3 separate regions of the Mus musculus genome follow, and all the other regions are linked to region 1. The links are chromatin contacts, called in public promoter capture Hi-C maps. All regions are on one chromosome and are shown on one strand. The core of a region is the stretch at or near the end of the contact, and the rest is flanking DNA. Distances in the headings are between cores, read along the strand shown.

What was found. Promoter capture Hi-C pulls out the DNA fragments that hold promoters and counts their contacts.
Region 2: a promoter capture Hi-C map of pre-B cells shows a contact between it and region 1, with 6 times the contacts expected there. The contact joins the enhancer-like site here to the promoter of Selenop in region 1. A contact is called at or near these places in 3 of 39 promoter capture datasets (embryonic stem cells, hippocampal neurons and pre-B cells) and 1 of 115 datasets of contacts at active chromatin or transcription factors (large pre-B cells).
Region 3: a promoter capture Hi-C map of hippocampal neurons shows a contact between it and region 1, with 3 times the contacts expected there. The contact joins the promoter of Plcxd3 here to the promoter of Selenop in region 1. A contact is called at or near these places in 2 of 39 promoter capture datasets (cranial neural crest and hippocampal neurons).

The regions. Positions count from the first base shown.
Region 1 is chr15:3,269,026-3,272,568 of GRCm38.p6, forward strand. It overlaps Selenop (selenoprotein P), which reads left to right and starts at 1,952. Exons shown (of 5, transcript NM_009155.4): 1 at 1,952-2,027.
Region 2 is chr15:4,815,051-4,818,593 of GRCm38.p6, forward strand. No RefSeq gene overlaps it. Among named protein-coding and RNA genes, the nearest start is that of Mroh2b, 82 kb to the right of the region's middle. Within about 2 kb of position 1,886, at least 89 of the 459 cell types and tissues checked have an H3K27ac peak or open chromatin away from gene starts, as enhancers often do.
Region 3 is chr15:4,373,679-4,377,221 of GRCm38.p6, forward strand. It overlaps Plcxd3 (phosphatidylinositol-specific phospholipase C, X domain containing 3), which reads left to right and starts at 1,813. Exons shown (of 3, transcript NM_177355.3): 1 at 1,813-2,137. The coding sequence starts at 2,035.

The sequences.
Region 1 (3,543 bases), core at 702-3,201:
ACAGTGCAGCAGCCACCGGAAAGAAGCATTCCCCTCCTGGCCTCTTTTACATTGAAATTCTGTTCCTCCCCCAATTCCAACTAGTAATTTGTTTGTACAATTCTTATCTTTGTAGATATTTCACATCAGAATCTTTAACATTATTGAGGGAGATCAGTGCACATGGTTGCTACTGCCCTCATCAGAGAAAAAGTTTCTTTTGCAGTGGGGGAGGGGGTGGCAGAGAGAGTCACACTAGTCAACGTGCACAGAATCAGTGACTGTGGAGTCTTCAGTCTGACATCTCTATCAACTCCCTCATCCAAGATGTAGAGAGCACCACAGAAAGGTAGAAAGTTTGAAATAGCCAGAGGTTAGGGAGGACCACCCAAGATGCAGGGAGCATCACAGAAGGGGTGAAAAGTTCATAATAGCCAAAAGTTGGGGAGGACTGCCCAAGATGCAGGGAGCACCACAGGAGAAGGGGTGGAAAGTTTGTAAGAGCTAGAGGTTGGGGAGGACCGCTGCAAAGCAGTGATTTTTGGATACCATAGGACGATTGTGCTCCTGCACCCACCCACACAGCTGTTGTTAATCAAGTCTGTTTACATTTCCTCATGTGTTGGGGAGTACTCAGGAGGCTCCCACCAGGGCTGAAAAGCTACTAGCAGTTGATGGCCACTGGGAGAGAGTCATTTTTCTTCAAGGGTATGGCTTGTGTTAGGTTGCTCATGCTCTAATGGACAGCCCCGTGCCTGTACAGGTATCAACAGCCTTAACTGCACTCGGTAACAAAGCCAACCAACTAATCAAAACCAAACCAAACAACCCCATATGAAGCTGGGAGGAAAATGTGTTGGGGAGGGGTCTGGGAAGAGTTGGAGTGGGCAGTAGGGGGTCCCAGTTAGATCAAAATATATTGTATACATGCATACAGTTCTTAAGAGAAATAAAAAAAGCATAAAACATAACCCTGAAGCAACAGCTAAAAGAGACTCTGTTGGGATTTATAAGTAGCACTACAGCTGTGAGAAAACTGTGGGTTCAGCCCTGGAAGTAGCTCAGAGGGTAAAGGCTGTTGCCGGGCAAGACCCGAATTTGATTCCTGGAACCCAGTTAAAGGGGAAGCCAATTAAAGGAGAAAGGAGAGCAGGCAACTCTACAAAAGTGTCTTCTGACCTCCATGTTTGCCCTGAGGCAACCATGTGCTGCCCCTCCCCCTTCCTTAGTGTGTGTTTGTGTGTGTGTGTGTGTGTGTGAGAGAGAGAGAGAGAGAGAGAGAGAGACAGAGACAGAGACAGAGACAGAGACAGAGACACCGAGAGACAAAGATACACAAAAAGAATGAGCACTACTATATACATTTTAAATGAGGCCTGGTTTCTTTCAGATTGAAGACGATTTTCTTAGTTCATTATATTAAAGGAAACCCGCAAGAACAGAGCTCCCACGGGATTGCATACCAATTGAAATTCTGCTGAGCACAGCCAAACAAAGATAGGTCTATAGTAGCAGGAGACCAAAATAATGTGACAGCAGGTGACTTTTCTAAAGAAGCTTTCAGTGTGGGTTTAGTATAGAACTTCCTCTTCATAAAGGAAAAGGAAAACAAACATGTTTTCCCTTCTTTTAAAACAGCTGTGTAACTTGCTGGCTAGGCAAATGTTTTTCCCTATTGTAGTTTCGAAAGGAAAGGCACTTGGAGGACCTCTCTCCCCTTAGCCCTTCCTTCCACCCTGGACTGTACCATTCTTAGATTATAGGGTGATCAAAAGCAGAAAATAAGTTAGAAACTCGTCAAAAGTCGTCCGTCTTCCCTCAGTAAGTACTGCCTCAGCTGTTTAAACTTTCTTCTCATTGTGATCGGAAACTGTTCAGGGGCTTGCTGCATTTGCAAGGTCGCAGCGGGAGGGAGCACCGAACTTTGGACTGCACCTCAGAGGGCGAGGTAAACAACAGGGCTATAAAAGTCAGTGTCAGCCTGTGGCTTTGGGGAGCTGCTCTAACTAGAGCAAAGAGACAGGACGAAGCTAGTCCGAAGGGGTTGCGTAAGTAGGACTTGATTCTTTTACAGTTTGGGAAATATTTTTTCTTAGGTAAAATACGTTTCTCCCCCGCTTTAAAATAGACTTAGTAAAAAGATGACTAAAAGACATTAAAAGCATTTTTTTTGTTTAATGAACAAGAAGTGTCGGGGAAGAACAGTTAACTTTTTTTTTTAATTTTATATTTTTATTGTTGTTGATTTTTGTCCTTTACTGTGGGCAATGTAAAATGCAGCTGTTTCTCTCTGCAGGGAACTGTGGTGTCATATGGGCAATATTATCTCACTAAATTCCAGGGTTTCCCACGAAGGGTTAGAGTGAGGACAAACAAGAGGGAAAGCTAGTGGATTTCAAGAGCAGAGATGGGACAGACGCCTGTCGCACCGCACTGTACTGTAGAGGTGTCCAGGGAATTCGGAAGCAATTTCAGAACTGGGAGGGAGCAGACTGAGCAGGCTCCATCCCCAGGGCAGGGCTCCATCCTTGCTTTAAGGCAGTCCAGGTGGTGTCCTTCGGTGGGGGAGCTTTTGAATTTAAGTAGAGGGTGGAAGCCTGAAGGTGGATGAGGGGCTTTTTTTTTTTTTTTTTTTTTTTTTGACAGGGTTTCTCTGTGTAGCCCTGGCTGTCCTGGAACTCACTCTGTAGACCAGGCTGGCCTCGAACTCAGAAATCCTCCTGTCTCTGCCTCCCAAGTGCTGGGATTATAGGCATGTGCCACCACAGCCCAGCGGATGAGGGGCTTTAAAATGCTGGTCTGTTTTTGTTGTGGTCTTTGTTGTTCAAGGGGAGAGGATGTGTGGCAAAGAGTATGCTTGCTTTCCTTTTAATGGAGTACAATCAATTGTAGTTTTGAGCATGAACAGGTATCTAGGCTTGCAACTGAAGACTGTAATCGCTATAACCACTGTCCAGTTATTACTGGATCTAATTTTGTTATTTGCCTTCATTCTTTTTATATAGCTCTTCGACAGTTACAGTTAAAATGCAAAGCTTATTCCATAAAAGCAACCTTAAGCAAAGTCAAGCAGCCTATTGATTAATGATGGGAAACTCTGCAAGTGGAAACTCATCTTCTCCAGCTTTTCCTTTGTCCCTCGATCATTCTTTTCATTAGAAACGTGGGTGAAATAGTCTTCTCATTTATGTCTGCCATTTAGCCATTTGAAAATATTTGCCTTATGGCAGAGTATCAAGGGCCGTGTCTTCATGCTGCAGTTCTATAAAGACTGAATTTAGTTTAGTGTTTTGAGGTGTGTGTGTGTGTGTGTGTGTGTGTGTGTGTGTGTGTTAGCGATTGATCCCAGAGCCTCACATGAATTTAGTTTAGGAAAGAAGTACCAGCTAGATTTTCTATTAAGACGCTGAATAGCTTGGTTTTTTTCCTTCTTTTTTTCCCCAGAGCATAGAGCATATAGAAATGCTATAGTTAATGCTATAGTTATATAGGCTGCTATAGTTATTGCATGGTGATGTATTTTAAAACTCTCAGTGTATACTGGTAGCTGAGCTATCCATGTTT
Region 2 (3,543 bases), core at 636-3,135, 1.5 Mb after region 1:
ATTATACGTAGAGTAAACTGGCATAGTCATAAATTGCTGGGCAAAATTCTCTTGTGTCGTTCGTTGTCATACTGTTACTCTTCCACCCCCTCTGCCGTTTGATCATCCCCTATCTAATGCCAGCATCTGTTGTCCTGTGTCACATTTCTGAGTCAAAATGCCTTTATCAATTGAGCAAACTGTCTCACATTGCACAAAGTACATAGAGACATCAGAGGACCTTTGAAGCCAGTGAGAAACACTATTGTCACAATTAAAAGTAATAAAAATCCATAGCATTTTTTCAACAGAACAGACAGAAAGCCAGAGAGTCCATAATAAACGTCACAAATACCCAACTTTCGTGTATTCATTTCACAAACCACTTCTCAGTTTGCACAGTGTAGCAGGGACTGATCCGGGTCCTAGGAGGTACTGCTGGCAACCACCGCATTCTTTTAAGAATGCCTAGTTTTGAGATGAATCACACACAACACAGCTGACCCTGATCTTATAGTTGATGTCAAAACCTTAGGGTCTTCCTTCTCCTTCCTCACCCTACACAGGGATGTGTAGACGCTGCTTCTGTAAGTCTCCAATGCAGGGGAGTGGGGGGTGGACACCCACTTCAGGCCACGAGCCACAGCCACCTGGTAGAAATCTTCCTGCATTTTGCATATTAAATGCAGCCCTTCCTCCTCTCGTTAATCCTAAATCCTTGACAACATCATAAAGATCTTGTAATACAAAATGAGAAAAAAATGAGCAGGAAAGGCCCTGAGAAAACATATTTTCCTAGTGTAATTAGAGTTGAGTTGGCATCTCCTCTAGGATTCACTGGTCCATCATCCTCCCACGCAAGCCACCCATGGACTTCTGGCACTGAGAGTAGAGAAAGCTTGTATGCCTCCTACCCTCAGGCTTCCTGAGACAATTCAAGAATAAGATCTGTTAAATAGGACCACATCCCAAAGTAAGAGTCAAGAAGCTTTCTCCAAAGCTGACTTGGCTGCTCTCCCCTACAAAACAGATCTCAGAGAGGAAAGGAACCCCATGGGGGAGGGGAGATGGTCCCCCAGGAATCTACATACAACATTCATAGTGGTCATTTAATCCCTTCCTCTGAAAGAAAGGTGAAATTTCAAGACCTGTAAGTCATATAAAGTACTCAGAAATTGCTGGTTGTTTGTGAGCCTAGAGGCTGCCTGGGGCTGAGAAAAAAAGAAAAACAAACCGGGGCATGCCCCATAGTTAAAACATTCCTGGGAACAGCTTGACCATAGAGATAAAGAGGAATGTGAAGACATAACAGGGCTATCTGAACTGAGTCAATAGCTCACAAAACTCTGACATCCTGCACGTACATGTAATTTTTCTGCTGATGTTTGAATAAGCCAATAGTGTGTCACTATGCTGAATTCCACACCCCTAAACCCCTTACCCCATAAAAACCCCTAGCTTTCGAGCCTCGGGGTGGAATCCACTGTCTCCTGCATGAGATATGTTTCCACCTGGAGCTCTGCCATTAAACTGCCTCCTGTGTTTACAGCAAGAAAGGATTCTCGTGTTTCTTTTTGTGCTCTCTCTCTCCCGAGACTAGAGTGGGGGTCCCCAAAAGGGGGTCTTACACCTCTCTTCTGGGTGAAAAAAAAGGAAGATACTAAAAAAAATCTCTTCCCCACCTCCAAGCCACTACCAAAGCCACCAAAGGAGTCATTTGTGAGGCAGGGGCCACCTACAGTTAAGAGTAAGCAGGTACTGCAAGAAACCACTGAACACAGCCATTCTCTGTGGAGAGAAAGATCAGTTTTCATAAAAAGAAAGTGACTGGCTGCCTTGGACAGTAGAGAACAGAAGCCAGCTGCAATCACTTGTGGTGTTACACCGGGACCTGTGGTGAGGAGCAGCTGCTCAGAGAGTGGAAGTGCTACAGCTGTGGTCAGAAGTGTTTCAAAGTTAGCTGGAAGCTGTGGTCAGGAGCATTCAGCTAAACCAGCAAAGGCTTCTGAAAAAGACTTTCTGTTTCTGTTTCCTTGGAAAAACCGCGCTCCATTGGGGTCGACTTAGAGTCATCCTCATCAACACTGCTGCTTTGGAGGCCACTTCTCTACGACCTAAGAGTAAGGGCCTGGCATGTGCTGTGGAATGTCAGCTCTGCTGTTGGTGGTGGGGTTTCTAAGAGGGTCCTGAAAATACTGATCCATGTCAACGCATTTCCCCCTTCCTTCCGCGAGCTCAGAGCACTTCCTGTTTAGTATTGAAAGCAAGATGCTTTCAAGAATGGCTGGGCATGAGGAATCCTTCCTCTTCTGGCTTCCAGTAATTGCCAGCAGTCCTTGATATTCTTTGGTTTGGGGATGCATGGTTTCTATCATAACCCTGACCAACTCTTCTTTTTGCAAATGCCTAGATCCAACTCACCCTCTTCTGGGACTCCTTCGGGCACCTATATTCACGTGTACAAACTTGCACAGAGACACACATGTATACGGATCATTAAAAATAAGGACAAACCTTTTAAAAGTATTTCCTATTTGTTGTCCGTAGTATAATCAAAGATCGGGCCAGCAATAATTATTATTTTGATTAAAAATGACTCACACGTACTTTAAAGTATTTCTCTTTTCCTTGTAACTTTTTCCTTTCAGTGAGGACAAGTTGATCCTTTAGCTCTTTGGTTACTTTGTCTCCAAGAACTTTTTAGTGCTCTAACCCATTAAAGTCTGCATTAAGCTAATTTGCATACCATTTATCAGTTGAATTCTTCACACTCTGATATTAATATTAATATGGCAATTTAGTACAATAGGTGTTAAGAGCTACTAATAAAATTATCACCAGGAAGCAGAGAGCAGCAGCCGAGCATATTAAATACCTGGAATTTAGATTGGGAGTCTCCGGCTCTGTCCTAAAAGATTAAATAAATTCTAGGTCAAAGGTAAGAAGTTTCTCCTCTGAGGCTAATGAAGATGAGTGCTAAGCATCTGTGTGTGTTGCCTGGGTGGCTGAAAATTAGATCGGTTCTTTTTAAATATAGATTTTGAGTCTGTTGACTGTAATATGCTGACAAAATAAGTGACCTCCCCGACTGTTAAATTTTGTTAGGATCAGAGTCACTGAAGGCACATGATCTCAAATTTCAAGTACTCTAGTGGCATGGTGTTTCAGCCTGACAAAGGGTTGCTTTTTCAATCTTCAGTAAATATGACATTTTAGGTAGGTTTTTTTTTTCCTTCCCTTTCTACAAAGGACTTCTGCAACGCTCAAATCTGCTTAGCTTTGAAAGTTGAAATTCTCTGTTGTTCCCAAGAGATCGTCCACAAGGTAACACCTCTTCCATATCCTTATCTGAATGCTACTCCTCCATGAGAAGCTGTCAGATTGTGATGATTCTAGCTCTTGGATGCCAAACTGCCCTGACGCTTGATTAATTGGATTCCAAATGGCTGGTTTCCTCTAAGGTCACCTTTGTTCTTTTGGAATATACTGTAAGCATCCGACTTCTAACCAAACAAATGGCCTGCAAGATCAGAGTTGTCCCCAGTCTGTTTATGCATGTGAGTC
Region 3 (3,543 bases), core at 563-3,062, 1.1 Mb after region 1:
AAACTGTTTCCTAAACTTTTTAGGACACATCCTCACAATACATTTGGATAAAGAGTATTTTTGAAGTACATCTTACAGAACAATACCTCACAGGTTGCATAATTAATTGACCACCCTGGAAAGAATACTTTCAAAGTCTAGAATAGTCTCCAAATAGACAAGGAAAAGTGAGGGTGCAGATCCTGCTATTTCAGCAAGCACACCTGAAAGTGTCACCACAAGTCTCTCAGTAGTCATGACTGTGTAATGGAAAACACAGGACTAACAGGCACTGGAGGACTTTGCTCACACACAGTGTGGCTAACTCTCCAGTGTGATTCTGAGTTGCTGCCTCAATGTGTTACCCTTAAAACACTGGCATTAGTCAGAAGAGCGGGGCTTATAAATCTCTTTGCCAACAAGCAGAGATGATTCGCATTCTAGCTAAAAGCATACAAGGATGTGCTGTGCTACCGAGAATGTAAAGAGTTCTCTGAGCAGAAGTTTCAGTACATCTCATCCTCATTCCTAAAGATAGACCAACCATGTCTTCAAGACACGATGGACTGTTTCCATGGGGAGAGTAAGAAAATTTGATCAAAAGAGTTAGACATCCTCTCTCCTCCCTCTACCTTCCCCCAAAGTAATTTCGAATAGATAGGGAATTTTCTTTGGTCACAGCATCCTTGCACAAAATAAAAAGGCTCTGGGGCTTTTAAAATGTTAAATGGGTTTACTGAACTGAAATGATTACTCTCATGTTGCTCAGTGCTGTCTCTCCAACCTTGATTCTAATTTCTTCAGCCTAATAGGATTTCCTCTGGGAATAGAATTTACACGTCCCTCCATAGGAAAGCCAGCTCCTTTTGCCCATCCTTAGTCTCTGAGTGGTAATGGCCTAGCACATGGTCACTCTGACTCATACAGTCCTGTTCAGGCCAATGCTGGTCTTGCCACATTTGTAAGGTTAGATTCTTTCTCTTTCTCACTGCGGAACAGGTGGACCCAGACATTTCTCTGGAGCCACATGAGCGATTTCTCTCTGGAGAGACACATCTCTTTAGTCTGCCAAGGAATGAAGATCCAAACAATCACATAGATCACTTCAAGTGGTGCCAAATACATTCCACCAAATGCTACTGGCAGTAATTACAGCATGTCATTGGGAGACGTGGTTCCTTCCAGTCCCAGACTTTCATCTTTTCCTGAGTGCCGTGAAACCCAGAAAGGAACTGCATCAATGAAGGTCTTCACAACCTGTGGCAGTGCCCCTTGACCCGTGAAATGCCTGGGACCAGGGATTAATATAGAAGAGAATATACTGTCCTTCCTGCTCACCACGTGTATCAATCAGCTCCTTAAAACATCAGGCAAAGTGATAAATAAAGACCTCCATTTTGTATAAATAAGTCGGAGGACTCTTTGCTGAGAAAGGGCACACTCTTTTGTGGCTTAGGGAAAGGAACACTCTTTGGGAAGAATGGAAAGTGTTGAGAGCCAAAGATGAATTTGCTCTTCAGGAGGTAACAACATGCCAAAGTCTACCAGGATTTTTAGATTCGACCGCAAGACTGCCTTTCATGCAAACTGGACTAGGAACTCTCACCAAGGGACAGAGAAAGACGAGGGACAAAGCAGCTCGGAAAACGAAGTTTTTAAATTTTATTTTTGTATGTTTGTTTGTTTGTTTGTTTTAAGGATGAAGGACTAATAACAAGAAGAGGTGGGAAGCTGCAAAATGGCAAAGAAAGGCAGAGCCACCTAGGAGGGGTGAGACGGGAGGAGGGAGTCTGGAGGGAGGGGAAAGAGCAGAGAGCAGAGCACGGACGTCAGGAACAAAAGCCCCGGCAGTGGAGTCTGGCAAGGCAAGGAGGGAGCATGGGGTGTTTTTGAATAATTATTAAAATGAGCATGTGTCTGCGCCATCCTGTGGGTGTGGCGCAGAGCGGAGTGTAAACTCTAGCGGGGCCGAAGCAAACATTGGCTTAACGGCAGCAGCTGCCAGCCTGTGCCTAGGAGTGTGGCGACTAGCGCGGCGGCAAGCAGACCGGCACCATGGCCTCATCTCAGGGGAAAAACGAGCTGAAATTCGCCGACTGGATGGCAACTCTGCCTGAGAGCATCCACAGCATCCCCCTCACCAATTTAGCCATCCCAGGTAGGTGCCCACTGCCCCTGCCTCGCCCTGCTTCATTTTACACCCAGTGCTAACTTCGCCTGTGTCTGCGGGAAGGATGCTCATCCAGGGGGTGGGTCCCCGGGTTTTCCAAATCTTGGAAGACCCTGGCACGGGGTGTCAAGGTGACTGCTTCCCCTGGGCTTCAGAAGCAGACTGTGTCCGGAGGGCTGGGGCAGAGGAGAAGGTGGTTCCAGGATCGCTCCCTGAGACCTTTTTCTACGGTTTTCCTTGAAGATTCTGGCGGGGGCTGGGGAGTAGGCAGGTCAGGTTCCTTAGTCTGTGGCTCCGTGGTGCGCTCGCTATGGGAGGGAGCTGGCTATCTTAAGAGTTCGGCTCCAGAACGTCACTGAGACCATCGCTGGCATGGACTTGGGAGAATTTGATAGCTTTGCTGTTAGAATCTACTGGAATCATTAATATTCGTCCCCAGTCTCCTTTAAAGAGACAAAGCGCTTTCTGAAGAGTGATGAAAGTTCGGGATCTGTGGTGGCAGCAGGATCACTGTCCTTGACAAAGAGCTGAATGGGGCAAGAAGCTGAAAGCAAGCCTTTCCTCATTGGCTTGGATGGGGAGCGAGTCAGTCTGGTCAAAGAGCTGCTTAAGGCAGAGCTCCTTGGGTCGAGAAAGCAGACCCTTGCACATTTGCGGCTCTAGACAGAAGCCAGGCAGTGAGACCGTGTGAGGCACAGTTTAGAGATGGGAATGATGAACAGATGGCCCTGGAAAAGGTGACCTAGCAGGTAGTCCGGAGGAAAGCAAGCAGGGTTTAGAAGGGTAGCATCAAGATGTGTTTGTATGGTGTGCATGGCTTGGACCAGAGCACTGGCCAGGTTTCCAGGTCAGAGCACACAGTAGTCCCTAACTCAGGTATCTAAGAGAGAAGATTGTTTCTGGGCAGTTTGTGAGTGCAGCAGCTGGAGAAATGCTTACATTTCTCTAGCAATTTGGCTGAAAGTGTGCACACCCATTCTTACCAGACTAGGCTGGAGGGCAAATTACTCGTAGATAATCAACCCCTGCCCGGAGTGTAGCTGAGTTTTTTAAGTTCAACCTTCTGGTCTACTTCCTCTGATCTGCTCTATCTACGCCTGCCCCTGCCCACCAACCCCTTCACCCCACCCCAGGGGAGAAAACATGATGGAGTTTAGAGGAAAAGAGTCGAAGTGAGACTTAAGAAATACGAAGACAAGGAAGAAATAAAACAGTTTTCTGGGGGAAAAAAACCCCAGGGTCCAATCAACAAGCATTGGAACTAACCAGTAACAACTCAGTTGTAGTGGATGTTTAGTGGCAAGGACAGGCACAGGTTGTTGAAATCTCCGTCCTCAGAAAAAGGTTGTCCCTGCTTTTGCCCTTTCTCAACAGATGACTTTCTGGGACCTAGA